4 separate regions of the Mus musculus genome follow, and all the other regions are linked to region 4. Evidence: chromatin contacts called from public promoter capture Hi-C data. All regions are on one chromosome and are shown on one strand. The core of a region is the stretch at or near the end of the contact, and the rest is flanking DNA. Distances in the headings are between cores, read along the strand shown.

Region 1 (6,521 bases), core at 3,564-6,063, 270 kb after region 4:
TCTACACAATGGAGTACTACTCAGCTATTAAAAAGAATGAATTTATGAAATTCCTAGCCAAATGGATGGACCTGGAGGGCAGCATCCTGAGTGAGGTAACACATTCTCAAAGGAACTCACACAATATGTACTCACTGATAAGTGGATATTAGCCCAAAACCTAGGATACCCAAGATATAAGATACAATTTCCTAAACACATGAAACTCAAGAAAAATGAAGACTGAAGTGTGGACACTATGTCCCTCCTTAGAAGTGGGAACAAAACACCCATGGGAGGAGTTACAGAGACAAAGTTTGGAGCTGAGATGAAAGGATGGACCATGTAGAGACTGCCATATCCAGGGATCCACCCCATAATCAGCATCCAAATGCTGACACCATTGCATACACTAGCAAGATTTTATTGAAAGGACCCAGATGTAGCTGTCTCTTGTGAGACTATGCCGGGGCCTAGCAAACACAAAAGTGGATGCTCACAGTCAGCTAATGGATGGATCACAGGGCTCCCAATGGAGGAGCTAGAGAAAGTACCCAAGGAGCTAAAGGGATATGCAACCTTATAGGTGGAACAACATTATGAACTAACCAGTACCCCGGAGCTCTTGACTCTAGCTGCATATGTATCAAAAGATGGCCTAGTCGGCCATCACTGGAAAGAGAGGCCCATTGGACACGCAAACTTTATATGCCCCAGTACAGGGGAACGCCAGGGCCCAAAAGGGGGAGTGGGTGGTTAGGGGATTGGGGGTGGGTGGGTATGGGGGACTTTTGGTATAGCATTGGAAATGTAAATGAGCTAAATACCTAATAAAATATGGAAAAAATGATCATTCAGTTCATACAGACAATGGAGCAGTTGAATGACACACAAAATAATGCCGAAGTACATTTCTATAGTGTAGAAATTAATAAATCTCCTTAGTGAGTTTCTTTCAGTCCCACTCCAGCCATGACAGATTCCCTACTACCCCTAAAAACTCTAGACCCAGAACTGTACTATCTGTATATATCATATCTTTCCTTCTAAAGACAATGTGCAGGTTGGGAGTTACATTGCTAGGATGAGAATTATCAACACGTTTTAAAACTAAGACTATGTCTAACTTATGAAGCCATTATACATTGTAGAAATAAAATTAAATATTGTCAGTATCTGTCTTTTAATAGCATACAAGCATTTAAAAACTATTCAGGGTCCTTAAACTAGAATTTCAAGAAATATACCCATTAGTCTTTGTCTATAAAGTCGTCTTTGCAAGATTTTTCTTACTCCCTCCTCAGAGGTTGTTTGCAATCATGCTAAAAGTATGAAGCTCAAATAGACATAAATAGCACAAAATATAGGAGACTATTAAGTACAAGTAGAAACAGTCTGTCCATATTAAAGAATGTAAACTACAGTGGTCTCCCCAGAAACTTGGAAAAGATAGAATCTCAAGGCACTAATTACTCAGGCACTTCAAGAAGGCCTTTGGGTAAGAGTATTCACTATAGGGAGAAAGATGCACAGTAAGAGATTGAATTTCAAATGGAGGAGATTCAATGAGTAGAGGAATGAACAGAGAGACAATGTGGATCTATCCACATCTATCTCTGTACCAAAACACCCCAGTTTCTAGTGATTCCTGCTTTGAGTTGATGTGAGAAGCATGTTAACAGTGGGTCTCAGAGTGAGATCTGGGGCTGGCAGAATTAGCATCACATGTGAACTTAGTACAAATAATCTGTTCTAAACCCAGTAAGTAAGAAACTCTAGACTAGGACTCAGCAAATTGGGTTTTAACAAATTCTCCAGTTGTTCTGATACCTGCTTCCAGATGAAAACGACTAGGTCCTAGATAGATAGATAGATAGATAGATAGATAGATAGATAGATAGATAGATAGATAGATAGATAGATAGATAGATAGATAGATAGATAGATAGATAGAATAGGTAATAAGTAAGTGAAGTCAAGACTGGAGAGATGGACCCATGGGTAGAGTGCTTATTGTGAAAATATGAGGACCTGAGTTTGAATTCCCCAAAATCTCATATACATAAAAGCCAAGCACTGCACTGTGTGTCCAGTGTGTGTATGATGGGAGGCTATGTCCAGAGGGGCAAAACTGGGAAGATCCTGAGGCTTGTTATTTAACAGGTCTAGCTAAATAGTGAGCTCCAGGCTCACTGCCATATCTAGTCTCAAAAACATAAGATAAAAAGTGATGAAAGAAGTAGTCAAAGTCAACCTCCAGTTTTCACTCATGTACACACACACACACACACACACACACACACACACACACACACACTTACCCTGTCATGATTTTAGATTCAAAGCCTGCTTCCCACCCCAGCCAAGTCTCTGCCTTGGTCCCTCCTATCATACATATCCTTTTTTCCTTAACTCTCTGGGCACTCACTAATGTTTTACCATTAGACAAACATACACACACACACACAGAGTCACTCACATGCAATCAAATACCTATGTGTTATTTAACAAACTGAAAACCAGTCTTTATTTTCTCATTTCTTGGATCATTTATTTTGTAGTGTATATATATATATGGACTGAGAATAAGGGTAAAATTTTTAAAAATCCTGATTAAAGAAGATGACATTGTGTGTTTATCAAATTATACTGTTGGATATTTACTCTTTCCTGGGATAAATTTGCATAAATCTTTCATAATTCAATTCTCTTATTTAAGTAATGTTTCATTTACTGTCATTGGTTTATTTGGAAGGGCAAGTTCATTCTGCAGGTTACTGCCAAACATCTGTAATTCCAATTCAGCTTATCTTCAGAGCAACTTTGGAGAAACAGTATTCAAATTCATAGTTTGGATGGAGGAAGAGAGGGAGGAAGGGAAGGGGGAAGGGAGGGAGGGAGGAGTGGAAGGGAAGGAGAGAGAGGGAGAGAGGGAGGGAGAGAGAGATGAATCAAAACAAGAATGTTCTGAAGCACATCTAAGCTGAAATCTCTCCAGATGTTGGCTTCAACCTCTTACATTTATCAAACTCCAGATGTAGTTCTTGTTTGGTAGAGACAGTAGTCTACTGTGTTCAAGTTCTACATGTCAACTTAAAAACTGACTGGAAACATGCACAATAAGAGTATTGTCAGGCTGGAGAGATGGTTCAACAGGTAAGAACACTAGCTGCTCTTCCAGAGGTCCTAAGTTCAATTCTCAGCAACCACATGGTGTCTCTCAACCATCTGTAATGGGATCTGATGTCCTCTTCTTCTAGTGTGCATGAAGACAGCATACACACATATATATAATAAATATACATATACATAAAATAAATACATCTTAAAACACTGTGGTGCATACACACACATAGGGGCAAATACACAAAAAATTTCCAAAAGGAAAAAAGAATATTGTCAGAAATTTCAGGTTCCTCCTATCCTGTATTGGAAGTGCTAAGTATCCAACATAACCATTTCACACCAGCAGCTTAAAAAAAAAATCTCTCCTCAAGGAAGCACTTTATCCTGTGAAAACTGGATGCCTCAGGGAAGAGGGATGGTGATGGAAGTGAGGTGGAGGTGGGTGAGCAGGTGGAAGAGCTCCTTCTCAGAGGTGGGAGGGGAATGGGGAGATGGAATGATGAATTCAAAAAGAGGAGACCAGGAAGGGGGACAACTTGTAGAATGGGAAGTGCTTGCTGATAGAAGCCTAATATGGCTGTCTCCTGAGAGGTTCTGCCAGAGCCTGACAACAGAGGAGGAAACTTGCAGTCAACTATTGGACTGAGCTTGGAGGTCCCCGATGGAGGAGATGGAGAAGAGACTGAAGGAGCTGAGGGGCTTTGCAGCCCCATGGAAGGAACAACGGTGTCAACATGCCACCATCCAGGACTCCTGGGACTGGATCACCAACCAAAGAATACACATGGAGGGACACATGGCACTGGCCACAAGATGGCTTTGTTGGACATTAGTGGGAGGAGAGGCCCTCAGTACTGAAGGTGTGCAATGCCACAGTGTAGAGGAATGCCACAGCAGGAGGATAGGAGTGGGTAGGTGGGGGCGCACCTGCATAGAGGCAAAGGGAGAGGAATGGGATAGGGGGCTTCTGAAGGGAAGATCTGGAAAGGGGAAAACATTCGAAATGTAAGTAAAGAAAATGTCCAAGAAAAAGAAGAAAGATTATCCATTCAAATGCTATAATAAATATATTTTCTATAAGCCCAAGGGGGAAAAAAAAACCACCAAAACCTCTCCTCTCATCTCATCTCAAGATGGTTAAGAAATATACCCATTAGCCTTTGGTTAAGAAAACTGACTGCTCTTCCAGAGGGCCTGAGATAATTCCTAGAGACAACATGGTGGCTCACAACCATCTGTAATGAGATCCAATGCCCCCTTCTGGTGTGTCTAAAGACAGCAACAGTGTACTCACATATATAAAATAAGTAAATCTTTTAATAAAATCTCTCCTCTCAAGACTAGAACATTTTATTGCTACCTGGCCTGGCCACACTCTGCATAAATATTAGCTCTATCCCCCAAAATCCGCTTCTCTGATATCATGAAAACATACAGAGCCACCCACTGCTGCACTAACTAGTGGCTGTCACATGTCAGAGGGTTTCAAGCAGCAAGTGAGGTTGACTTAGCAATAGTCACCTTCAATAAAAAAACAAAAAAAGGCGCCTGACATCAGATGGCTCTCAGGCTAACAGACCTGGGTGTCCTTTCCATGTAAACCATTTCACTGCAACAGGTTCTTGTCTGCTCCTCTGGGCACCTCTGTCTTTATCCTTGACTAGGAGGTGGTTTCCAAGAGCTGTTGTCCTCACCTCACCCCACAGCTGTTCTGCTCTGCTGATACAGCGAGTGTCCCCGCCTTGAAACCAGGCAACAAACACTAACACCATTCACTAACATATCAGGTGATGTTTTAAAGTTCAGCTCCACCTCACTGGCCTTCTCTGATAAAATGCCATCTAAGGTTACTGTACACTGCATTCATATCACTCTTTCCCAGCCACCTTTCACTTCAGTCATTCTTAGAACCTCCTTTATACAAATGTATTATTTCTTTCAATGGCTGCATTATCACCATGTGTCTTTAAATTGATTATTCCAACCTGTATCTAATATTTCTTAAAACCAGAAGTATATTTTCCATTTGGACATGTTGGTAGGTCTATACACCTGTTATAATTATGCTTTTATGAATAAGGGCTTGTCCTTCCAGTTATGTCTCAGAACTATCTAATTTAAGCTACTTTGTGCTCAAGAGGCAAACAATATCCACAAAACTGATAGCCTATTAATAGGAATGTAATTCAAATTCTGGATTTTCTTACAGAGCTCAAAGGCTATGAAGAAAAGAAAAAGCCTGAAAGAACACAGGCTCCATGACTGCAGAGGCCAAAGTTCCCATCCCAGTGATGACATCTGTGTAATCTTGGGAAAGATGGCCATATCTACTGGGTCTCAATGCCTTTCCATGTAAATTGAACAAATGCCTTTAGGGATATTGGAAAGAATCTGTGACATAGTATGTGGGTAATCTCTAACCAACACCCTAAAGCAGTGGGTATTCCACTGATGACAGATACTATTCAGCATGAGTTAGCAGATGTGACAATTTTTCCAGAGAGTGATTTAAGCAGGGTACTCTCCTCTGCTTCTACAGCACCGCACACACCGATCCTGCGCTGAAATCTATCCTTTCTCCTTTCTGCCCTTGTCCTTCACCTTCTTTGCCCAACTATGAGTTGCTGCTCAGTCACTTTTACTCTTCCCTGTCTGTGGAGTACATTGTATCCTGCTGTTAGGGTCCTCCTTGCTTCCACTCCTCCCCTTCCTCTGCCACTGGCATTTCTGTCTCAGTCGATTTCTAATCATCTAAAAGTCTCCCAGAGAATGAGCCCCTTCTATGTCTGCAGCCTTTGGGTGACACATTGTGGGTTTTTAATAAGTGATAAATGAAGAAATTAGAATGAATGACAACAATGAGACAGACCTCTAAAGAATAAAACCTGAACGACAAGAAAAGTGAGAGTTAGTTATATTTGTTATTTGGCATTCTTGCAATCACCTTTAAGTCTCCTTCAATTACTTCCCTTTAAAAATGGAGTGGAACCTGTTCCAAGAAGCCTTTCATCTTTGCTCCCTTACCCCAAAGATATCTCATGGAATTTTTTTCTCACTCCTCTCTCCAGTGTGTAACTGTAAAACCCTGTTTGACATTCTTCTAATTCTTAAATAAATCACCTATTAGTCACAGAAACACTAGGGGAATCTTTGGGTTAAAATGTTAATAATTTACTAGTAGCAAACTGTACTTTCCCCCGTAACAGCAGGTGGGCAGAAGCATTACTTGTGTTTTTTTATATTATTTTGTTTCTTTTTTGTTCTTTTATTAAAAATTGATTCTTTTTTTTCACATAATATATTCCTGTACTTCCTGTAGTTCCTCCCCACTTCTCCCATTCAGATTCATCTCCTTTCTGTCTCTCATTAGAAAATAAGCAGGCTTCTAAGGAATAATAATAAAATGAAAATAAGAC
Region 2 (7,233 bases), core at 44-2,543, 430 kb after region 4:
TGAGAGTAGTGGGTGTGCCCTGAAGGAGGATGGGCGTGGTCTCAGAGTAGTGTGCTTGGCCTAAAGGAGGGTGGGCATGTTCTGAAGCTGCATGGGCATGGCCTAAATGAGGGTGGGCGTGGCATTTGAAAGCATGGGCATGAATATCATTTGCATATTTGCTTATTCACATATGCATTTACATGTACACTTGCGTGCACATTGCATATACAATTACATATCATTTGTATGTGCATTTATAAATACATTTACATATATGAAAAGACCAAAAGACAACTGGGATAATTCCCACAGTGACTCGCAACTGAGGATAGCCACGTGGGTAGGGTGTCCTCCTCAAACCTAACATGAAGAAACAAAAAAAAGATTCAGAAGTCAGCCAGTCCTTCTCAGTGACTATGTAAATGTCTATGTAAATTTGTGGATGTGTCCTCGCTGTCTATGTAAATGTCTATGTGTATTTGTGGTTGTGTTCTGAGTAACTATGTAAATGTCTACATAAATATCTCTGTAAATTTGTGGGCATGTTCTCAGTGTCTATGTAAATGTCTATGTGGGCGGGCCTACCAATGTGTGGGCAGGCCTAAAGATGTGTGGGAGTGGCCTAAAGATGTCTGGGCGGGCCCAAAGATGTTATGGAGTGGCCTAAAAGTGTCTGGGCGGGCCTAATTTGAGGTGTGTTCTGTCTCTGTAAATTTGGGGGCGTGTTCTAACTGTCTATGTAAATGTATATGTAAATTTGGGGGCGTGTTCTGACTATGTAAGTGTCCTAAAGATGTGTGAGAGGAGCCTGAGTGTAGTGGGAGGATCCTAAGGATGTGTGGGAGGGGCCTGAATGTAGTGGGAAGGTCCTAAAGATGTGTGGGAGTGTCCTAAAATGTGTGGGAGGGGCCTGAGTATAGTGGGCGGGTCCTAAAGATGTGTGGGAGTGTCATAAAGACGTGTGGGAGGGGCCTGAGTGTAGTGAGAGGGTCCTAAAGATGTGTAGGAGTGGCCTAAAAAAGTGTGGTAGGGGCCTGAGTGTAGTGGGAGGGCCTAAAGATGTGTGGGAGGGGGCTGAGTGTACTGGGAGGGCCTAACGTTGTGTGGGAGGGGCCTGAGTATAGTGGAAGTGTCCAAAAGATGTGAGTGTCCTAAAGATGTGTGTGAGTTGCCTAAGGATGTGTGGAAGAGGCATAAAGCCCTGTGGGCATAGCCTGAGTGTTGTGGGCGGGGCCTAAAGTCCTGTAGTAGTGGCCTGAGAGTATTGGGCAGGGCATGAAGCTGTGTAGGCTTGGCCTGAGTGTAATGGGTGTGGCTTGAGTGTAGTGGGAACAGCATTAAAGCCGTGTGGGCGTGATCTAGGTGTAGTGGGTGTGACATAAAGACGTGTCGGCAGCGGCTGTGACCTACCACGTCACGGCGGCTGTGGGAACGGAGGCGTCTGACTGACATTGGGGTCACCGAGCGACCGGGGCGCATGGGTCGCGGCAGTTACCGTTGGGACGGGGAAACCCCGGCCTCGGCGTCAAAGTCTACGTCAGTGGGCGTGGCAGTGCGCGCACACCTCGATGATGCCGGCTCTGACGTCACAGGAGTCAGAACGCGGAAGCGGGCTCAGGAACCGAATTCACTGTCTGTCTTCAGCTGAGGCGGAATTTACAGCAGGTGTAAGAGTGAGGCAGGGGGATTCCTGTGAGTAAGGAAGGAACTGAGGCAGGGGGATGACCGTGACTGCACGGACCTGAGACAACAGGAGAGAGACTTCCGGTACGCAGCAGGAAGCCCCGCCCGCTTGGCCTTGACTGAGGCAGGGGCTTGCGCTTTATTTTTCTTTTCTCAATATATAAACAAACGCAGTGATGTAGCCGCCCCCTCCGCCTGTCAATCACCGTCTCCGCCCACTGAGCTGTGCTCGCCAATCAGAGAAAAACCTCGCGGGGCTCAGAGGACCCAAACCCGGGACTGGGACAGAATTACGACTCCTAGCATGCCTAGGGGCTACCGCCACCTCACTTCCTGTGGCAAACAGGAGATCCCGCGCGAGGAGGGAAGTAACTACAACTCCCAGCATGCACTAGAATTATTGAACCATAACTTTCTGCGCCAGACAGGATGTGCCTCCGGCCCGGACAGGAAGTCCGATCGGTCTGCTGCGGCCGCAGGGGTTGATGGGAGATGCAGTCCAGTCAGGAAGCTTCGCCTCATGCGTGCCCCGTCCTGCTCGCTGTTTCCGGTCGTACCGAATGGCACCGTGACTGACGGCACGGAGAGGCTTCCAGTGGGCGGCGGGAGCCCCTCTGCGGCGGCGGCTGAGGAGCGAAGCGGGAGCGGGAAACGGAATCACTGTCTGCAGCTGAGGCACGGGGCGGGGGATGACAGCGGGTGTGAGAGTGAGGCAGGGGGATTCCCGTGAATAAAGGAGCTGAGGCAAGGCCATGACAGCAACTGCACTGACATGAGATGGTAGGAAGCCCCGCCCGCTGGCCAGTGACTGACGGCACGGGTTTCCAATCCCCGGTCATTGAACGGCAGGGGGGGCGTGTCGAGGCGGAGAAACCGCGGAACGGAGGAATATTCGAGGACGGGGAATCTGCGCATGCACTGCTGCGCCGGCGGGCTAGAGGACCGGAAGTCCAGGCTGCGGTTCCGCTACCACGCGAATTCTCATGCCACCCATACATTCAACATTTGGTCTCTGTCCCTAAATCACATAACATACAGCAGACACATCTGCTGTTCAATGTTAAGCTACTTTGCAAGCATGGTGGGTTTATATTTTTAATTTTATTATTTTGGATTTTGTTGTTCGAGATAAAAATTTCTCTGTGAAACCCTTTCTGACCTGTTAGTAGGTACAGACACATCAGCCACCTATCATGTTTTTGTACGATAAGCATATGCTTTTGTGCTAAGGAAGCTTCTTAAGAATACCATCTTGTTTAAGATTTACATGAGGAAAAAGGAATTAGATGGGAGACATCTCTGAAGTCAGGAGAAAGATGAAGAAACTACGAAGTCAGCAGAAGCATCATACAATGTGGCACACTCAGGAGAAGTCTAATCAAACTGTGCTGCACAAGAGGAACTCAGTGTAAATGAAAAACATTTCTGGCCGAGCCTCTCGTGGCCTTGGGACTGATAACCACAGCCCCATATGGTAGGAAGAGTTGTGCTCTCAGAATCTGATTCAACCCCTCCCCCTCCAAAGGCCCTGGCCCCACACCATTACCAGCACTCCCAAGCACATTCCTGGTTTTAGGAAACGAGCTCTGTTTTATCTCTACACCCAGACCTCTAGGTAAGCATCCAAGGAGCCAGCTGAGTAAGCCCGAGGCTGTGACTGGCTTCGCCAAGCGTGTTCCTGGGTTTCAGAAGGAGCTAGGTCATGCTCCAGACATGGGGACCTCAGGGAAAGTGTAGCTTGACCAGGCCAGTATGCAATACAACAGAGATTTCTTTCCTTTTCTTTTTTCCCTTTTTGGCATGGTTGTCATCTTACCCATGTGGCAGAACTATGCCTTTCTCAAGAAGAAAACTGAACCTTTATGGCACACCAGGCCTTGTTGATTGTGATTCTATAATGCCCCATTGAGCAGATGGATAGAGGCCTGCTCTTTGATAAGGAGGTGGGCCTAGTGGCTGGTTGTAAATTAAGTTTGATTCCTTTGTTATGGTTTGGAGCCATATTTCTGGGCAATCCTGTTGAACAAGCATGTGTATGCTAGCATCCTAAACTCAAACTGCACTGGTTAGCACATTACTTATTTGTGGGATGTTTTACAGGCAGTGCACCCTCAGCTAAATTCTACTTGCTGTGCCTTTCTATCCCCTAAGCTTTCGTAAATCCATTACAACATAAGTTCTACTCTTTTAAATCACAGCTTGACATTGGATTGCTACCCAGCACATGACATGCCTTTTACAACCTCCACAAAATTAACTCCAAATGGATTGTCCACCTTCATGTGAAATGCTAAGATCAGAACTTGTAGAAACTAGGACTCTCCGAGTTTGGGATCATGCCAAGAATTTTCTACACACAAGCCAAATGCTCTGCACAGTTGCAGCTCCCACAGTGAAGTTATTCATAAGTTAAGGCTGGGTCCAGCAAGTGGCTAGGACCTCAGGGGACCTCACATGTGGCCGCCGATTCCCACTCAGTCCCGGGAAAGGCCCAACACAGCAGCTCGCAATGCTCAGACCCTTCTCCCCATTGTTGGCAGTGACCCTGTGCTCACCATGTCGCAATTTAGGAGCTTGCCTGAGAACCCTCCACAGCATCCAGCCACAGGACACAGAGCAGAGCACCTGGGACCATTCAAGTCTGCTACTAATCGAAACCAGCGCCAAGGCACCGGGGGTGGGGGTGGGGGGGACGGAGACGGACCAGTCTTCCCTTCTGACTGGCAGGTCTGCCGAAAGGCTCTGATTGGCCAGTGAGTCGAGCACCTCCCTAAGGGTTAGTATCCTTACGTAGATGCTTGCCTAGTGAACCTTTTCTCTCATTCTTTCAGCCACATCCTTTAAATCTCATCTTCTGAGAAAAGACTTAGGCATTTGATTCTTCTGATGTCACGCAGGCACAGGCAGAAAGGAGGAAGGGCAGTGGTGGCTGCCAGTGGAGAACAGGCCCATTATTGATGGTGGGAGTGGTGTGGGGCCTGGTCGTTTCTGTTCCTCATGAGGATGCTATTTTAAAGAAATCTGTTCCTCATAACTGATGCAGAATTTCAACATAAGACATAGGCCAACAACCATGTATCAGTGACATGTTAAGACGTAGGCATAGGGGAGTTCACAGATTGTGCATGTGGTAGAAGGGACTGTTGGTGGGTAGTAGGTGTGAGAATCGCAATCTCTTGTTTTCACCAGGATCTCTATTTCTATTTTTCTTCCACCGTACTGAATGATTCATTGTCACTGTTTTGTTTCCTCTTTGTTAAAGTATGGTTTTTTTTTTTTTTCTGTTGAACTTATCGAATAATGTGCAGCATTCCTAGAGAAGTCTATTTTCTAGTGTTACCTTGTGTCCAGGACACCTTAAGTAGAACACAAGTGGAAGAGAGCATTGAGATGATGATGAAAGACTAACTCTAAGAAAGGTGCTATAATATGTACAGTAAATTTCCTTTAGTCAAATGTTCATGTGTGATGCTTATTTTATTAGAAAAAATTTGTAAGAACTTTGTAAATAATTTAATTTAATGGTTACATAATATACATATATAAATACATTTTAAAAATAAAATATTTAAAATAAAAATTAGATTAAAAAAGTTTTCACGGCCTTGAGAGATGGCTCAGTGGTTGAGAACACTGACTGTTCTTTCTAAGGTCCTGAGTTCAAATCCCAGCGGCCACATGGTGGCTCACAACCATCCATAATGAGATCTGATGCCCTCTTCTGGTGCATCTGAGGACAGCTACAGTGTACTTAGATATAATAATAAATAAGTCTTTTTTAAAAAGTTTTCACAGTCTTTAATTTTAAAAGAAAAATTGTTTCTGGGTGAGTGAGTATTTGAAGCACATTTTCAGCAGTCTATAACAATGTGATCAGCACTGTAGCTGGAAGATAGGATATGCAAACTTGCTCATTTACATGTATTTTGCATGACTGTCCTCTCAGACTAAAGGGAATACTATGATCTGCACTTTAGGTTAGTTGCTAATAAAGCATCTAGGTAACATACTATCTTCTTCAAATAGCCATAGAGCCTATTGCTATCTCAAATAAATTTCACCTACCTTCTTAGGAAGGGAAGACAAGAATTCTCCCTTTTTTGGGCAAGGGTTTTGCATTTTTATTTTACTTTTATTATTATTAAAGATTTATTCCTTTATTCTGTTCAGTGTTCTGCCTGCACACCAGAAGAGGGCACCCAGATCATGTTACAAATGCTTGTGAGCCACCATGTGCTTGCTGGGAATTGAATTCAGGACCTCTGGAAGTGCAGTCAGACCATTCAAAGTCTAAGCCATCTCTCCAATGCATCTTTATTCTTAAGATAATTTCCCAGTATCACCATATCCATACTTTAGTTAATTACTTAAATTTAATTTTCTGATAATGAACAAATTTGTAGTAGATCAAGATGACTAGAAGGAAGAAGTATCCATTGCACTTGACAACGGTTTCCAATAGCAGACTCTATTAACTGTGAATGTGTGCATCTGAAAGCTGCTCTCTTAATTTGCTGATACAAAATTAATTGCTGAGCACACTCCAGAGAAAACACTTTTTAATTTAATGTTTGCTAGTGCAAATTTCAGGAAATAACACATTGAATGGATAGTTTCACTGTATAATGTGCTTCCTGGGAAATAGATCGTCAATAGGTGATAGTGAGCAGCCACAACAATGTAGTGGAGTTAAACTACACTCAATTTATGTAGAATTGTGTAGTACCAGCATAGAACACAGACAAATCCTCCTTACACTGTAAATCAGTTTAGATGTTTTACATATTCAATACAATGTTGATTCTAAGAAAACACATTGAATAATTAGGAAATCTTGATCTCTGCATGCTCATTAAAGACCAGAATTAATTACAAGCTCATCAGGAAACATTAACAAGGAGAAACAGTGCAAGACCTCAGAGACCAATCATAGTTCATGCTTTGCATGACATAGAACTCAAGAAGGAAACCTTTAAGGAAAACCCAAAAGACATTCCTTTCCCTGCTGATCAGTAACATAGCCAAATGCACTCTGGTCACTGTGTGTTCTTCCTATGAGCCTTCCAAATTCTGAAGAAACTTGGAATTAAACATTTCAAAAACAAATATTTACATAACAGGGATATTTCTGGAATTGCTTCAATGTGTCAGCAGCAGATTCCATGTTCTGATGCTCTTTGGACATGGATGATGGTCTAGAAAGACTGCCATGTTAAAAAAACTCATCACTACTCTATCCAATATGTGCTTGGGTTTAAAGAAACACTAGTGTTTAAATAAAATAAACACTATCTGAAGCTAGACGAAAGCACCTTGGAACTCTCTCGTACACCTCCTACCACAATGGGGTTGGTAGATTCATGCCAAGGATCAATGAATCTGTTAGAGCATCTCCTAGAGTCCTTGCCTTGAGAAGGCCTTTACTCTGCTGTAAGCTCTATTCTTTTTTGGTCATTTTGTTGCCTCTTATTGTCTCAAGCCAAACAGGCAGCTTTATAATTATGCCTAAGCTTACTCCATATCCTTACAGTAATGGACTTCCAAGAGCTAACAGAGAAGTGGAGGCAT
Region 3 (7,257 bases), core at 1,786-4,285, 330 kb after region 4:
AATTCACAGAAGGTATGAACCAAATGGGTCTAACAGGTATTTATAAAATATTTCATCCTAAAGCAAAAGAATATATCTTCTTCTCAGCACCTCATGGTACGTTCTCCAAAACTGTCCATATAATCAGTCACAACACAGGCCTCAACAGATACAAGAAGACTGAAATAATCCCATGCACCCTATCAGATCACCATGGACTAAGGCTGGTCTTAAATACCAACAAAAACAAATCGAATGCTCACATACAAATCGAAGCTGGCTAATGTTCTTCTCAATGATAACTTGGTCAAGGAAGAAATAAAGAAAGAAATTAAAGACTTTTTAGAATTTAATGAAAATGAAGACACATCATACCACCTATGCGACACAATGAAAGCAGTGGCAAGAGGAAAACTCATAGCTCTAAGTGCCTCCAAAAAGATACTGAAGAGAGCTTACACTAGCAGCTTGACAGCATACCTGAAAGCTCTAGAAGAAAAAGAATAAAATACATCCAAGAGTGTTAGATGGCAGGTAATAATCAAACATAGGGATGAAATCAACCAAATATAAACAAAAAGAACTATACAAACAATCAACAAAACCAGGAGCTGGTTCTTTGAAAAAAATCAACAAGATAGAATCAATATCCAAATTAATAAAATCAGAAGTAAAAGAGAGACATAACAATGAAATATATCTTAAAATAATCATTCTGTTTGTTAAATATTAACAGTTTGTATTTTATAATTTGTATGTTGGACTTTTAAACAGAATTGAGACTGTGATAAACTGTAGGGATTTTGAAGCTGAACTAGATGCCTTTCACAATATAATATTGCTATAAGCCTATGGAGGCCAGGGAGTCGAGTGTGGTAGTGTGAATACAGATGAGCCCCATAGGTTCATATATTTGAGGTTTGGAGGCTTCAAAAGTCTCCCACCATCCCCAGGGCTGATGAAGCAACGGAATGATACTGATGCTTCCACTCTCCCAAGCTGAGCTCTACCTGGAGTAGCACAACTTCCCAGAACATTGGACTAGACTAGTCTACAAAAGACTAAAAGTTTGATTCTGGAAATTCTTTTTTTTTTTTTCTGTTACTGAAAATAGACTTTTTTTCATACAACATACCTCAAGAAGTGACATCGAGGATGAGAAAGAATTAAGTTAAGGTGCTACTGAGATACCTGTGGCAAGCTGGTAAAGATGGCAATCTACAGAGCAAAACGAGGTGATACAAAAGAAACTTTGTCTCATGGGAGCCACTGGGAAGGGGCTGGGAGACTAGGGGGGAAAAAAACATAACTCTCTAGAATCTGGTTCACCTCAGGCCTCAATTAGTCACCTCAAACACCGACATCTTGATGACTAACAGCCAGCCACCAGAGCAAGAGGACATGGAAAAGCTATTGAATTAGCTTGGAGAAGTTATTCAACTTTTTCATGAGGTCTGTACCTCATTGTGAAATGAGTAGACCGTACTGCTACGTCTTATCTCATTGGAATATTTTTTAAGAAAACATGCTTTTTCAGTACATAGCAAGGAGCAGATTACTGGGGGATAGCAAGACTAATTCCTGAAGACTGATAAAATATTTATGTATTAATTTACATATGTTTTGTGATACATGCATGTTCATGTGAGTGTGTGGACATAAGTGTAGATAACAGATGATTAGGTCTGGTGTCTTTTTCTATGGCTCCCCACCTTATTTTTTGAGATAAGTTCTCTCACTGAACCTGAACTTTGCCAATTTGGATAGACTTGCTGACCAATAAGATCCAGGGTGGTCCTGTCTCCAAACCATCCCTCTTCCAGCACTGGGATTACAAATGGTTACTATCATATCTAGTTTTTTATGTGGGTCTGGGGACCAAACACGTCCTCATGCTTGTCTAGCAAATATCCCATCAGTTGAAACATTTTTCCAGCTCCATAGAATGATTTTTGAAATTTAAATAAGATATTGTAGGTAAAACTTGCTGGCAGTATTTTGTATAGTAAATAATAGCTATTAACGTTAGTTACAGTTTAATTTATTAAAAGTTAATCAAATAGCATACTAAATATAACTTTTTGAGACGTTTTACCATATCACCCTTACTGAACTGGAATTTGATTTGTAGACCAATCTGGCCTGGAACTCCTAGAGACCTACCTCCTGTCTCTGTCTCTGCTTCTGACTCTAGAGTAGTAGAATTAAAGGCATATGCCACCACAGCCTATCTAAATATAATTTAACATTACTTGAAACTACCCAGTGTCTGGTTCCTGATGGTGACAGTGACAGAGCTGCTTATACCAACATTCTAATATTGCTTCATCTGTAGCCAGCTCCTGAGTCATGAAGGGATTTACACACACACACACACACACACACACACACACACACACACACGTAATAGCATTCACTAGCAGTGGCTAAAACACATACATGTTTTTGTTTGTTTGTTTGTTTGTTTGTTTGCTTTTGTGTTGTTTGTAATGATCTACTGTAATTGACAACCACACTGATTAAGCCAATTAAAACTTTTACGTCCTTTTTATTGGAGATCAAACTTGAGCCCCTAAAAACTTACTTGTTGACAAAGCTCAAGGATATATAGTTTTAAAGGTAAACCAAAGTAAAGTGGGTGTTAGAGTAATCTTGAAGCATTTATTATTAGCAGAAAATAGTAGTTATTTTAGACATAACTTGCTAATTATTTCGTTTAATACCTCTGACCATGGCCAAGGCTCTGGAAATCTTAAAGGTGTTGCCAAGGTCAACTGACCTAAAAACTCTTTAAGCAAACATAGAGTCAATCAAGATGGCATATCTTAATCATTTCACTTTCATTATCTTTTCTACTATGCTCAACATCCAAGTTTGCCTTGCTGATTTTTGAGAAAGCATTCCAAATTACATCAACATTCAACTTCCTTTTGTTACTGGGAAGAACTTGATCGAGAACAGTCCGCCAATCCCACAGGTGGCGCTGAAGGACTATCAGAGCAGTTACTGAAAGCTGAAGATGCTCCTCTAGTCGAGTACTGACGCTAGAGATGTCGTCATCGCGTTCTGGTTTGTGACAGCCGCCCGCGTAAATTTGAAATGGCTGATGATTTGCGGGCTGGTGGAGTTCTGGAACCTATAGCTATGGTTCCACCGAGACCTGACTTGGCGGCGGAGAAGGAACCGGCGTCCTGGAAGGAAGGTGAGCACCTCAACCCGAGTCGGAGAGCTGTTTTCGTGGTTGCCGGCCGGGCCTGGCCACCCTAAGGACGCGATTACCTGGGTGGGGAGTTCTGTGCTGGGTCTGGCCCCGCTCTCACGACTTCGGAGTCGGGAGATACTGTGGCCAATTTAGGCTCTCTATCCTCCTGACTCAGCTTCCGGAGAAGAGAAGGGGTTGGATCTGGGTGGACATTCCCCAGACGGAAGGGACTCAGGGGGCTTTGTATTCATTTATTTCATGAGCCAAGTTTTTGTTTGTTTGATTGATTGATTGATTGATTGATTGATTTGTTTTTAACCTACATCTAAGGGATCATGTGCTACGCTTCTCCTTTTTAAAAACAACCTTGAACTCTCATCCTATGCACTGGGGACAGATGACAGCAGAGCTGAGTTTGGATAGAATCCAGAAATAGAATTGACCCAGCTTTTCTTTTCTTTTCTTTTTTCTTTTTTTCCAACACAAACCACCAGCATTTATTTCCTGGGCCTAAGTATCAGTCTTTTGGTAAAAAGGGCAAAGAATTGGTCAGTTAGTTTTGAATCCAAATCCTTTCCCCAAACTGGATCTGTGAGGCGCCATGAGGAAACTTAGAGCTGCATAGATCATCAGAACTGAGCTTAAACCCGCTTTCAAAACAAAACCAAAACCCAAAACCAAAGCAGAAGAAAAGTGATTGTCAGCTTCTCTCTCTCTCTCTCTCTCTCTCTCTCTCTCTCTCTCTCTCTCTCTCTCTCTCTCTCTCTCTCTCTGAAAAAGTTATGTTTTTTTAAAAATGTAAAAGAAGCTTTAAAAAAGGGCTAGGAAGATCTTCCTGACAGACAGGCTGGCTGGAGGGTGAGTGGTGACAGGACAGTCCCTGTCCAGGTGGCAGCTGCTCACCTAGGGGCAGGGCCTGGCTCAAGCCCCGCCTAGCTGAATAAATAATATCTCGTGGTGCTGGTTGTCTTCAGAGTGTACCTGAGCACCGTGGGGAGGTGGGGAAGAGTGGAGCCTGCGGTGTGGGTGGAGGACTTGGCTGGAGTGGGGGCCACAGAGGATTCCATGAGGCTCTCAGTCGGCCTGGCTGGCCAGGGCTCCAGTCCGGGAGGTACAGCAGGTCTCTTCCAGCCTTGGGACCACAGGCAGACTCAGGACGAGGTGTTCGCATCACTGCTCTCAGGCTGGCTGCTGGCTTCCTTGTCTGGGGTACTTCCCTCTGCCTGTGCTTCTCCCTCAAGTGCGAGCTCGCCCATGTCTCCAGCGAGCTTCCGCATGCTCACGGCCTCCGAGTCTCCCTGGATGTCAGGGACTGCATTCCGATGGCCTGTCCGGTCGCAGGAGATGAAGTCCGAGTAAGAGGACTCGACTTCCATCATGCCTGTCGCATCGCTCCTCAGGCCTGACCAAGGGACAACCAAGAAACATGGGTGCTAATACTGCCTTGAATGTGGCCGTGGGATTTTCAAAGCTCACAGCAGAAGTCCAGGTGGTCTCTCTCTGACTGTATAGCAAGTCTAGTCTAATTCCGTTTTCCTGCCTGCATCTCTTCAGGTTTTTCACTCTTGATTAGCCAGTGCAGAAGGTCTGCCGCCTTGTCGCCTCATAGAGCCCCAGCCCTAACCCAGCTTTTCTAACCCTCAGCTTCATTGTACCTAATCATGGGAATTTTATTTGCCAAACTGTGACCTTACATATGCTAGGAAAGAGCTCTACCATCCCCAGTTCCTTTTTTACTTTGAGGCAGGGCCTCTACATAGTCCTGGCTGACCTGAAACTCACTATGTAGACCAAGCCAGCCTCCAACTCAGAGTTCCACCTGTACTGGAGGCTCAAGGCATGAACCACCGTGTCTGGCCTTGATGATTTTTAAAGCTAGTTTATATTAACACATTCAGTTATAATGTGTAATGGACAGAGTTAGGTTGATGTGAGAAATCATAGGTGTGACTTAATTCTTCAACAAGCGTACTTTGTGAACAGCCAAAAGTTTCATATGTACAGATGCCTTAGAAAACAGCCAGTATTTCCAATGTGAAAGCGTTATAATATGAAGAGTCAGCTTTAAAGTGTCTGTCTGTAAGGAACTAAACTTGTATGCTATTGTATGAGAAATCTTAAAAGTGGCATTTACAAGTCAGGAGTGATAGTGCATCTCTGTGATTCCAGCACTTGAGTGGTAGGAGCAGGAGCAATGGGAATAAAGGGCCATGCTTGGCTACCTAATAAGTTGGAGACCAGCCTGGGCTACATGAAACTCTGTCTCCATAAAACCAAACCAAAACAACAGTCACAATAAAACACTGAACTTAGAGAAACAGAGTTTACTTCATGGTTTCCCAAAGAATGGGGAAACTGTTTGTCAAAGTAGACTTAATGAAAAGCAAGAAGAGTAGAGTAGATCATGTATTTTCACCATTTAAAGAAAATATGTGAGGTAATGGAAATCTTAGCTTTCTTATGGTAATTATTTCTTAATATGTAAATAAAACATGAATGTCTTCCGTAGATGACTTTCTTTTTCTACTTTGTTTCTTGGCAAATTTTTTAATTTAATTTAATTTCAATTTAAAAGACAAATACAGCTAAAAAGCATATGGAGTGCATCAACTTAATAAACCTAGTTTCTACCAATCAAAGGGCTAAGAACGCTATCAGCATCTGAGGTTTATAGCTGAGAGTCATCTACTTGGCTATAACTAGCCTTTTATATTTCCACCAATATATTTGAAGAACGCCTTGATTTATGACTGATTTTATTCTGTTACTATTTTTTTAAAAAAACAATGAAACTGCTACATTAGAGCATAGAATTTGGATGTGATGGTTTGTATATGCTCAGGCCAGGGAGTGGCACTATTAGAAGGTATGGCCTTGTATGTAGGTGTGTCACTGTGGATGTGGGCTTTAAGACTCTCATCCCTAGCTTCCTGGAAGTCAGTATTCTGTTAACAGCCTTCAGATTAAGATATAGAACTCTTAGTTCCTCCTGCACCATGCCTGCCTGGATACTTCCATGTTCCTGCCTTGATGATGATAGACTGAATTTCTGAACATGTAAACCAGCCACAGTGTTGTCTTTATAAGACTTGCCTTGGTTATGGTGTCTGTTCCTAGCAGTGAACCCTAAAAATCAATCTTCTGAGAAGTTTTCTTAAGCTGTGTTCCAGAGATAGCCAAGGTTATTCCTCATGCTACAGCACTCTTTAGTAATGTGTTAAAGTCATCCAGGTGGTACTGGTTTTGAAGGCATGAGGGGTTATGAAGAACAGCTGAGGCTTGGCACTGTGAGAGGCAGTGGAAGGCCATTGGTGAAGGTGCAGCCTCAGTTGGTCCACGACTGAAGGATCATGTAAAGGAGTTGAGGCTTGGCACCATGAAGAGAGCCTATGAGAGGCTTTTGGTGAAGCCTAGTTGCAGAAGAAAACCCCAGTGGTTTTGGTTTTTGGGGGTGGGGGTGGGGGTGGGATTGTTTTTGTTTTTGTTTTTTTTTTCAAAACAGGATTTCTCTATGTAGCCCTGGCTGTCCTAGATCTCACTCTGTAGACCAAACTGGCCTTAAACTCAGAAATCCACCTGCCTCTGCCTCCCAAGTGCTGGGATTAAAGGTGTGTGCCACCACTGCCCAGCCAGACCCCAGTGTATTAGAGATGCCAGTACTATGGGGTTGATCACCAAGAACAGCAACAGCAGTAGATCAACCTGAGCTTAGAGTGCTACAGAGGGCAGAACTGGAAAAGTGATGCCAGCCCTTTGGAAGAGCTCAGAAGATCATATGTAGAACAAGAAGCTGTGAAGTTGAAAGTGCCTTGGAGATTTAATATTAAAGATGTCAAAGCTGTGGAATATCTGCTGAGGAAAGCTTCTAAGAGGGAGTGGGAAAAGGAAACAGAAGTTTGTTGCAAATCAACAAAGATGAAAAAGGAGTTGGAGATCTGAAGACTGCTTTAACATCAGCGATGGAAATGAAGTTTGGAGTTTGCCTGGCTGCTTTCCTGTCTTTACTTGGTGATTACAGCTAAGAGATTGGATGAATCTCAGAAGACAACTTTGAACTTTGGACCTTTAACATTGTT
Region 4 (7,347 bases), core at 2,809-5,308:
TCTGTGTAGCACATCTGCTGTGCCCACAGAGACCAGAATAGGGCCTCAGATCCCCTGGAACCTGAATTACAGACAGTTGTGGCCTGCCACGGGGGTGCTGGGTTAGAACCCAGATTTTCTGGAAGAGCAATCAGTGCTTTCAACTACTGAGCCAGCTTTCCAACGATCTGAGGTGCTGCTTTCTTTAGAATCACTGGAAACTGAGCTTCATATAAGGAATCTGAGAACCATGACAATGGAAAACCAAGCTTCAACATGCCACCCTCCTCTGTCAAATGTGCACCTGTCCCACCATTCTGTACATGAGCAGTTATTTCTGTGTGTTTAAATATTTGCATTAGAGCTGTCTCTAAAGTTAAGGATACTCATTAATTGTGAATCATTCCAGAACTTGAGTATGGCCTCTCAAGCCTAATGTGAAAATTTATGTAAAAACAATGTGAAAATTAGATATGCATTGACACTTTTTTTTAAAGTCAGAATTGTAGCACTCTGTCTAGTCAAACAGACTGCTCATTTGCAGGTTGTCTACATGCAAAACATTCTGCCCTTGGAAACTTAAGATCACCTCATCGAGCCATCTCGAACTGAGTAGCAGCTTTGTTCTGGCCTTGCTTTCTGCACTCATATTCTCTTCTCTGCTTCCTACACTGTGGCAATAAAATAAAATAAAATAAAATAAAATAAAATAAAATAAAATAAAATAAAATAAAATAATACAATATAAAATCAGAGGGAGATTCCTCCAAAAGCAATGAATAGAACTCCTTTATGTCCCAGCTAATCACTCCTGGGTGGGTATCCAGATGACACTAAGTCAACACACCACAAGGGCATTTTCAATCCATCTTTATTGCATCATTACCCACAATACTCCAGTTATGAAATCAGCCTAGGTATGTCAACAGAGAAATGGATAAAGAAACTGTAGAATAGATATACATTAGAGTTTTATTTAGCCAGAAAAAGGAACAAAATTACATATTTTTGTCAGAAAATGGATATAACCAGAGATCATCATATTAAACAAAATAGTTCAGATTCAGAAAGACAAACATCACATATTCTCACTGCAGATTCTGGAGTCTATACAGATATATAAACTCATATATTCTTACGACACAGAAACAAAGCTAGATTAGAAGAAATTGGAGGGAAGGAGAGGGAGTGATAGGAGCCAACATTCTTTTTTTTTAATTTTTTATTGGATATTTTATTTATTTACATTTCAACTGTTATCCCCTTTCCCAGTTTCTCCTCTGCAAACCTCCTATCCCATCCCCTCCTCCCCTGCTTCTATAAGGGTGCTCCCACACACACACACACACACACACACACATTCCCACCTCCCTGCCCTAGCATTCCCTGACAAAGGGGCATTCACAGGATCAAGGGCCTCCCCTCCCATTGATGACAGATAAGGCCATCCTGTACTACATATACAGCTGGAGCCATGGGTCCTGTTTGGTTGATGATTTAGTCCCTGGGAGCTTTGGGGGTTCTGGTTGGTTGATATTGTTGTGAGCCAGCATTCTTAATCTACTTAAAAGAGAATGTCCTTATGAATCCTGTCACCATGGACAACAAGTATATACCAATTAAAAATATTTTGACAAATGTGTAGCCATAAAAAAAATCACAATTAGAAAGCTTCTTTATTAGAAATAGTCTGGCCATTTAACATGGTTAGTAAGCCAAATAAACCCATTTATATGAAAAAAGGAGAAGATGCGGATAGGATTGATTGCAGATGACCAGCCTAGCTACAAACTCAGTCCTCATCACAAAGTTTACTGCCCTGTAATTCAACGGAGGAAGTCTGAAAGTGAGGTGCTTTGACCTAATAGTGAAATCTTTCAACTTAGAAGAAATGTACAAATCTAAATCCTTCCAAGCTAGGGCTCAAATATCCTTTGGCAGAAGAGACATGATAAAATGAGTAGGCTATATAGAGTCAGATCCTAGGTTACCTTTCTGATATTTTTTCTTTTATTTTTTAATTTTTATTTATTTTATTTTATTGGACATTTTATTTATTTACATTTCAAATGTTATCACCTTACCTGATTTCACATCCCCCAAAACCTCCTATCGCATCCCCGCTCCTCCTGATTCTATGAGGGAATGCCCCCACCCAACCACCTATTCCTGCCTCCCTGCCTTCACATTCCCCAACACTGGGGCAGCCAGGCAAAAAGGAACTAGCTCTGGCAGGTACACAAAGGCAGCAGCAGGAGGCGCACCTTCCTCACATGCCTTGGGACTGACTGCCACCAGGTGAGGTAATGAACCAGAGATCAATCAGACCGATGGAGAGGCACAGCCAGGAGTGGGAGGAGAGGCCTTGCTGGGAAACCTAGCTAATCATTTAGCCACAAGGCAGGGCAGGTAGTGGGAGAGAAGAAAGAATCTTCCAGAACCTAGCCTCTTGCCAACTAACTCCAATCTAGGCAATCTGAGGCTGGATTTGGCAGCGCCAATTATAACCAACTAACAGAAGAAAGCACAAACAAAGCAACCTAACAGCTTAAAAGGACATTACTGGAACAGAAGTTATATTAGCAAGGAGAATTAATCAGTTATCAGTCAAGAAAATGGCCCTGATCCTGACATTAACTCAATCATAGGTTAAAGGGGAAGGGTCCCCAGTTCTCCAGCTGCTAGGACCTAGGACTGTTTTTCTTCTGCCCGGTGGTCAAGTCGTGATAAGAAGGCCATTATTTCTGTGAGGAGTTTTTCTTCACAGGTAGCTTCTGAGTGTGAGCAGTCAGACTTCACTATTATGATATAACTAGAGACACAATCAAAGCCCTGCCCAATCTCAAAGGGGTGCCCTATTCAGCATCATTACGTTCAACTGGGAGCTCTATAGAAAACAAAGTCAAGAGTCAGAACCTACATTTAAAAAATGCCTCCTGAAATCTTAAGCATACTGAGTTCTAAGAAACTGTTCTAAATGGTTTGTGTTAGTGTGTTTGTCTTCCTGGGAGAGAGAGATAGAAACAGGACCTCATTCTCTAGTCCATGATGGTCTTGAACTTCATATCCTCATGCTTCATGCTCTTCAGACTCCTGAGTCTGTAGATATAAGCTAGAACCCAGCCTACTCTAGTGTTGGGTTTAAATACCTGAGAACTGGACATTTGTCTTCTGCCTATTTTTGTGCCTTCCTTACATACCTTACCACAGCGCTCTGTTCATCCATCATAAAAATAACTACTTGATATTTCCAAAAACCTCTTATAATACTTTCTATTTCACACACACACACACACACACACACACACACACACACACACACACACACACAACTTTAATTCCTGGCTCTAAGCACAAAGAGTTATACTGTCACTTTGACCTAATCTAGAGTTTATGCCTCTAACTAATTGTATTGTCTCTATCTATAAAACACTTTGTTGCCATGTCAATATATGTATAATTCATGTGTAAGTAACGAAGGTGGCTCCATATGATGGACTTCAGCAGAAAACATTCAGTGCTCACAAGGACTAACCACCCTTCCCTAAGTTTTTTTTCAAGCCCTAGAAGTCTGTGAAACATGCATATGTTTTGTGGACATCATAGTTCATATAAGGAAGAATGACCACTTGACAGCTATTGTAAGAAAGCTGAAAATCTTCTTCAGTCAACTTATAATGTAGTTTGGCATGGGGTTATTGTTTTTTTTTTTGTTTTAATATAATTTTCAAAGCTTTAGTACCCCCTACTTAAAGTTGGAGGAGAGAATAATACACTTTACTCCACTCCAACTCTTGGAACATTCTATACAATTCAGAGTTTAACTAAAATTATTCCCAGCAAACTTTCCTGGCATTAATTATTAACGTGGCTATTTCTGTGTGGCTTAGTTCATTATCATGTCAATAAATGATTAATTATAACTTTCTGTCTTGGCCAGTAGTTTCTCTGGACGTTTTATGATTCATTATTTGTGCTATGTTGTAATGCAGCCTCTCGAAACTGACATACTAGCATTTATTGTTTTTTATTGCTTCTCTAACGTGGCTTTTCAAAGAGACACCAAGTACCACATGTTGAGAAAGGGTTTAAAAGTTTGGCGTGTTGAAAGCATACTCAGCTGGCAGTAGAGACAGAACTGGTGCTTCTGTGGACTTGGCCATTTGCACAGCACAAGCAGTGATGGATAACTCCTCTGTCTGTCCCCCAAATGCAACTGTCTGCGAAGGCGATTCCTGCGTAGTACCTGAGAGCAACTTCAATGCAATTCTCAATACAGTGATGAGCACTGTGCTCACCATCCTCTTAGCCATGGTGATGTTTTCTATGGGGTGCAATGTGGAAGTCCACAAGTTCCTAGGACATATAAAGAGACCATGGGGTATCTTCGTGGGCTTCCTCTGTCAGTTTGGAATCATGCCTCTCACAGGCTTTATCCTGTCTGTGGCCTCTGGCATCCTTCCTGTACAGGCTGTAGTGGTGCTAATTATGGGTTGCTGCCCTGGAGGAACTGGCTCCAATATCCTGGCCTATTGGATAGATGGCGACATGGACCTCAGGTAAGATATAAAAATCTGTAACTGTTACAGCCAACTGGAGTTAAGTTTAGAAAAATCTGTATCTTTTTCAACATCCATTTGATCTGCTGCACTGACTAAATGTCTAAGGAGTTAAATGGGAAGAGTAAGTGCATCCATGTGCCTTTTGAAACAGCTGCTTTGCTATTCGAAATGGGGACTCTTATTTGTGTCTTTGTATTTTTTGTAGTTTTCATCCTAAACCAAACAGTAGTTTACATTTTAATTTTTAATATTTTCAGTTAGCACACAAAGAAGCAACCTTCTAAGTGACTTTTGTATGCATGTTTATCATTGCGTTTTGTTCCTAATTATATGTCATTACCACTAGTTCCCCACTCTCCCTCCTGCTGTTCCACTCCCTGTCCTGCTTCCATGCCGCATACATTCCATTATCTTCCCTATTTCCGCCCTGATCTGCCCTGAAAGTTCCCTCTCTATCAAGTCCTGTGAGTATGTATGGCTATGTGTGTATGTATAAATTTAAATCAAGATCAGCCTCTGAGAGGAAGACTTGGTATTTGTCTTCTTAGTCTGTATTAATATGCTTGCACTTTGAACTCTAACTCAGTTAACAAGAAGTTGTATTACCTGTGGAAAACATTCAAACTTTTTCATTAAATAATTCTTCCACAAACTGCAACTGAGAAAGTCTTGTTGCAATGGAATTAAGGATGAACTTTCTGTGTGATGACAAGTTGGTCTTAGTGCAAATACAAACTCAAACTTCTCATCAAATATTAAACTCTGGTCAACATCAGCTCCACCAAAAAGCCTGTTCTTTGGACAAATACTTCTTGGTTAGAAAGCTAATGAAGAATTCATAAATTCATTTTAAATCTGGTGACATTAAGAGGAAACATTCTTCAGCAGTCATTTTAATTATGCTTATTTTTTTATAAAATAAGGAGAAAATAATGTCTCTCTTTTTCAAGAGAGTAATCTAACTTTAACATTTGTCCAATACAACTTGTGCCAGTTTTAACTAACACTGGGTGGGAGGGAGGACTGGTAACTAATAGAAATAAGAAACATTACTGGGACTAGAGCAGGAGTTTGAGGGTTGTTGTTCTGTTTTGTTTTGTTTTTACTTAATCACTTTACGTCCCTATCACTGCCCTGCTCCCAGTCACTCGTTCCACAATTTTCCCCCATGCCTCCGCCTCTTCTCATCTAAGCAAGTGGGTCCCCACTAGGTATCTCCCACGCTGGTTCACAGCAAGTCTCTGTAAGGATAGGTTCATCCTCTCCCACTGAGGCCAGACAAGGCAGTCAGGAAGAACAACTTATCCCATATACAGGCAACAGATTTTGGGACAGACCCTATTCCCACATTATGTTTGGGACCCACATTAAGACCAAACTGCACATTTGCTACATATGTTCATGGAGGCCTAGATCCAGCCATGTATGTTCTTTGATTGGCAGTTTAGTCAATATGAGCCCCATTGGCCCCAGTTAGTTTACTCTGTAGGTATTCTTATGGTGTCCTCCCCCTCCAACCCCCACAATTCTATCCCTCACTCTTCCACTCTTCCATGAGACTCTCTGGTCTCTGCCTGACATTTGGCTATTGGACTCTGAATGTTTCCAGCTAGTGTTCATTAAATGCTGGACAACCTGCCATCAGCTCTGTTGGTCCCTGGGAGCCTGGTGAGCAGCTGAGAACGAGCCACCAACACCAAACTGGTGCTATTTTTCTGATGCCTTAGAAAACAAAGAACATGCATTATTCATTTTTGCATAAGGACATAGAATTACTGCCTAGCAACATATACTACTAGTCTTAAAGAAAAGCCCTGTGAAAAAACACAGAATAGTAAATGCTACTGACATTTAGTTAATCTGTGAACCACAATATAGTAATCAGGATTTTTTTAGGCTTCTACACCATTGATCTGAACATACACAGAGAATGAGAGTTCCAGGAACTACCAGACTTCAGGAAATGACCCTGAGGCTTTGACCTACACTAAACAGTTTCTTAATATTTGTAAGTTTTAAATAATATAGCCTTGTAACAGTACAACCAGTACCTGAACATACATTATTGCTGAACATAAAATCAGTTGAATATGGAACCATATTAATTCCCCTACATCACTTATCCTGAGGTAAAAAATCACTCTGTAGTGTAGTAGTGTCACCATACTATACACAGAGATTATAATGGACCTCTGTCATTAAGAGGTGCTCATGTCATAATGCAAGGTAACATTAGTGGTTAGAGAGATATCTTAGGGAATAAGAGTACTTACTGTTTTTGCATATGACCTAAGTTTCACTCCCAGCACCCATATGAGGTGGATCAAACTGTAACTCTAGCTCCAGGGCATAGAATGGCTTCTTTTGGTCTCTGCAGGTACCCATTACACAGAAGTATACACTCTTATACCCAAATACATGTGCAAATACAAAGAGAGAGAGAGAGAGAGGAAGAGAGAAAGAGAAAGAGAGAGAGAGAAAGAAAGAAAGAAAGAAAGAAAGAAAGAAAGAAAGAAAGAAAGAAAGAAAGAAAGAAAGAAAGAAAGAAAGAAAAGTGTTTTTAAAAGAGAATATTACATATTTCATGTTAAGAAAACATGTTTAAACATTTCTTAAAAGAAGTACAGGGTCAGCTACTAGGAAACAGTCCTTTAAAACGAAATTCTTCTGGAGTATTGGACAACTTAAGTTTCAGAATAATTTCTATAGATGCAGCATAATCTACTGTTTATATTTCTAATTTTGTATTCTTAGAACATTGCCTACTCCATCTTCACTTGAATTTTATTTTTACTAGCTACTGTTC

The links. Promoter capture Hi-C pulls out the DNA fragments that hold promoters and counts their contacts.
Region 1: a promoter capture Hi-C map of liver shows a contact between it and region 4, with 8 times the contacts expected there. The contact joins the enhancer-like site here to the promoter of Slc10a2 in region 4. A contact is called at or near these places in 3 of 39 promoter capture datasets (liver and stem cell-derived epiblast-like cells), 1 of 484 Hi-C or Micro-C datasets (liver) and 2 of 115 datasets of contacts at active chromatin or transcription factors (embryonic stem cells and liver).
Region 2: a promoter capture Hi-C map of liver shows a contact between it and region 4. The contact joins the enhancer-like site here to the promoter of Slc10a2 in region 4. A contact is called at or near these places in 2 of 39 promoter capture datasets (both in liver), 1 of 484 Hi-C or Micro-C datasets (liver) and 3 of 115 datasets of contacts at active chromatin or transcription factors (extraembryonic endoderm stem cells, kidney and trophoblast stem cells).
Region 3: a contact with region 4 is called in a promoter capture Hi-C map of liver, with 7 times the contacts expected there. The contact joins the promoter of Shcbp1 here to the promoter of Slc10a2 in region 4. A contact is called at or near these places in 3 of 39 promoter capture datasets (liver and stem cell-derived epiblast-like cells), 1 of 484 Hi-C or Micro-C datasets (liver) and 1 of 115 datasets of contacts at active chromatin or transcription factors (extraembryonic endoderm stem cells).

What each region holds. Positions count from the first base shown.
Region 1 is chr8:4,837,588-4,844,108 of GRCm38.p6, reverse strand. No RefSeq gene overlaps it. Among named protein-coding and RNA genes, the nearest start is that of Shcbp1, 61 kb to the right of the region's middle. Within about 2 kb of position 4,813, at least 20 of the 459 cell types and tissues checked have an H3K27ac peak or open chromatin away from gene starts, as enhancers often do. A contact at or near this core is called in liver, where this site is marked.
Region 2 is chr8:4,672,726-4,679,958 of GRCm38.p6, reverse strand. Gm6410 (a long non-coding RNA gene) reads right to left here and starts at 5,119. Exons shown (of 2, transcript XR_378684.4): 1 at 1,393-5,119. Within about 2 kb of position 1,293, at least 411 of the 459 cell types and tissues checked have an H3K27ac peak or open chromatin away from gene starts, as enhancers often do. A contact at or near this core is called in extraembryonic endoderm stem cells, kidney, liver and 1 more, where this site is marked.
Region 3 is chr8:4,775,345-4,782,601 of GRCm38.p6, reverse strand. Shcbp1 (Shc SH2-domain binding protein 1) reads left to right here and starts at 3,035. Exons shown (of 13, transcript NM_011369.3): 1 at 3,035-3,181. The coding sequence starts at 3,079. It also overlaps the pseudogene Gm6334.
Region 4 is chr8:5,101,998-5,109,344 of GRCm38.p6, reverse strand. Slc10a2 (solute carrier family 10, member 2) reads left to right here and starts at 4,058. Exons shown (of 6, transcript NM_011388.3): 1 at 4,058-4,538. The coding sequence starts at 4,162.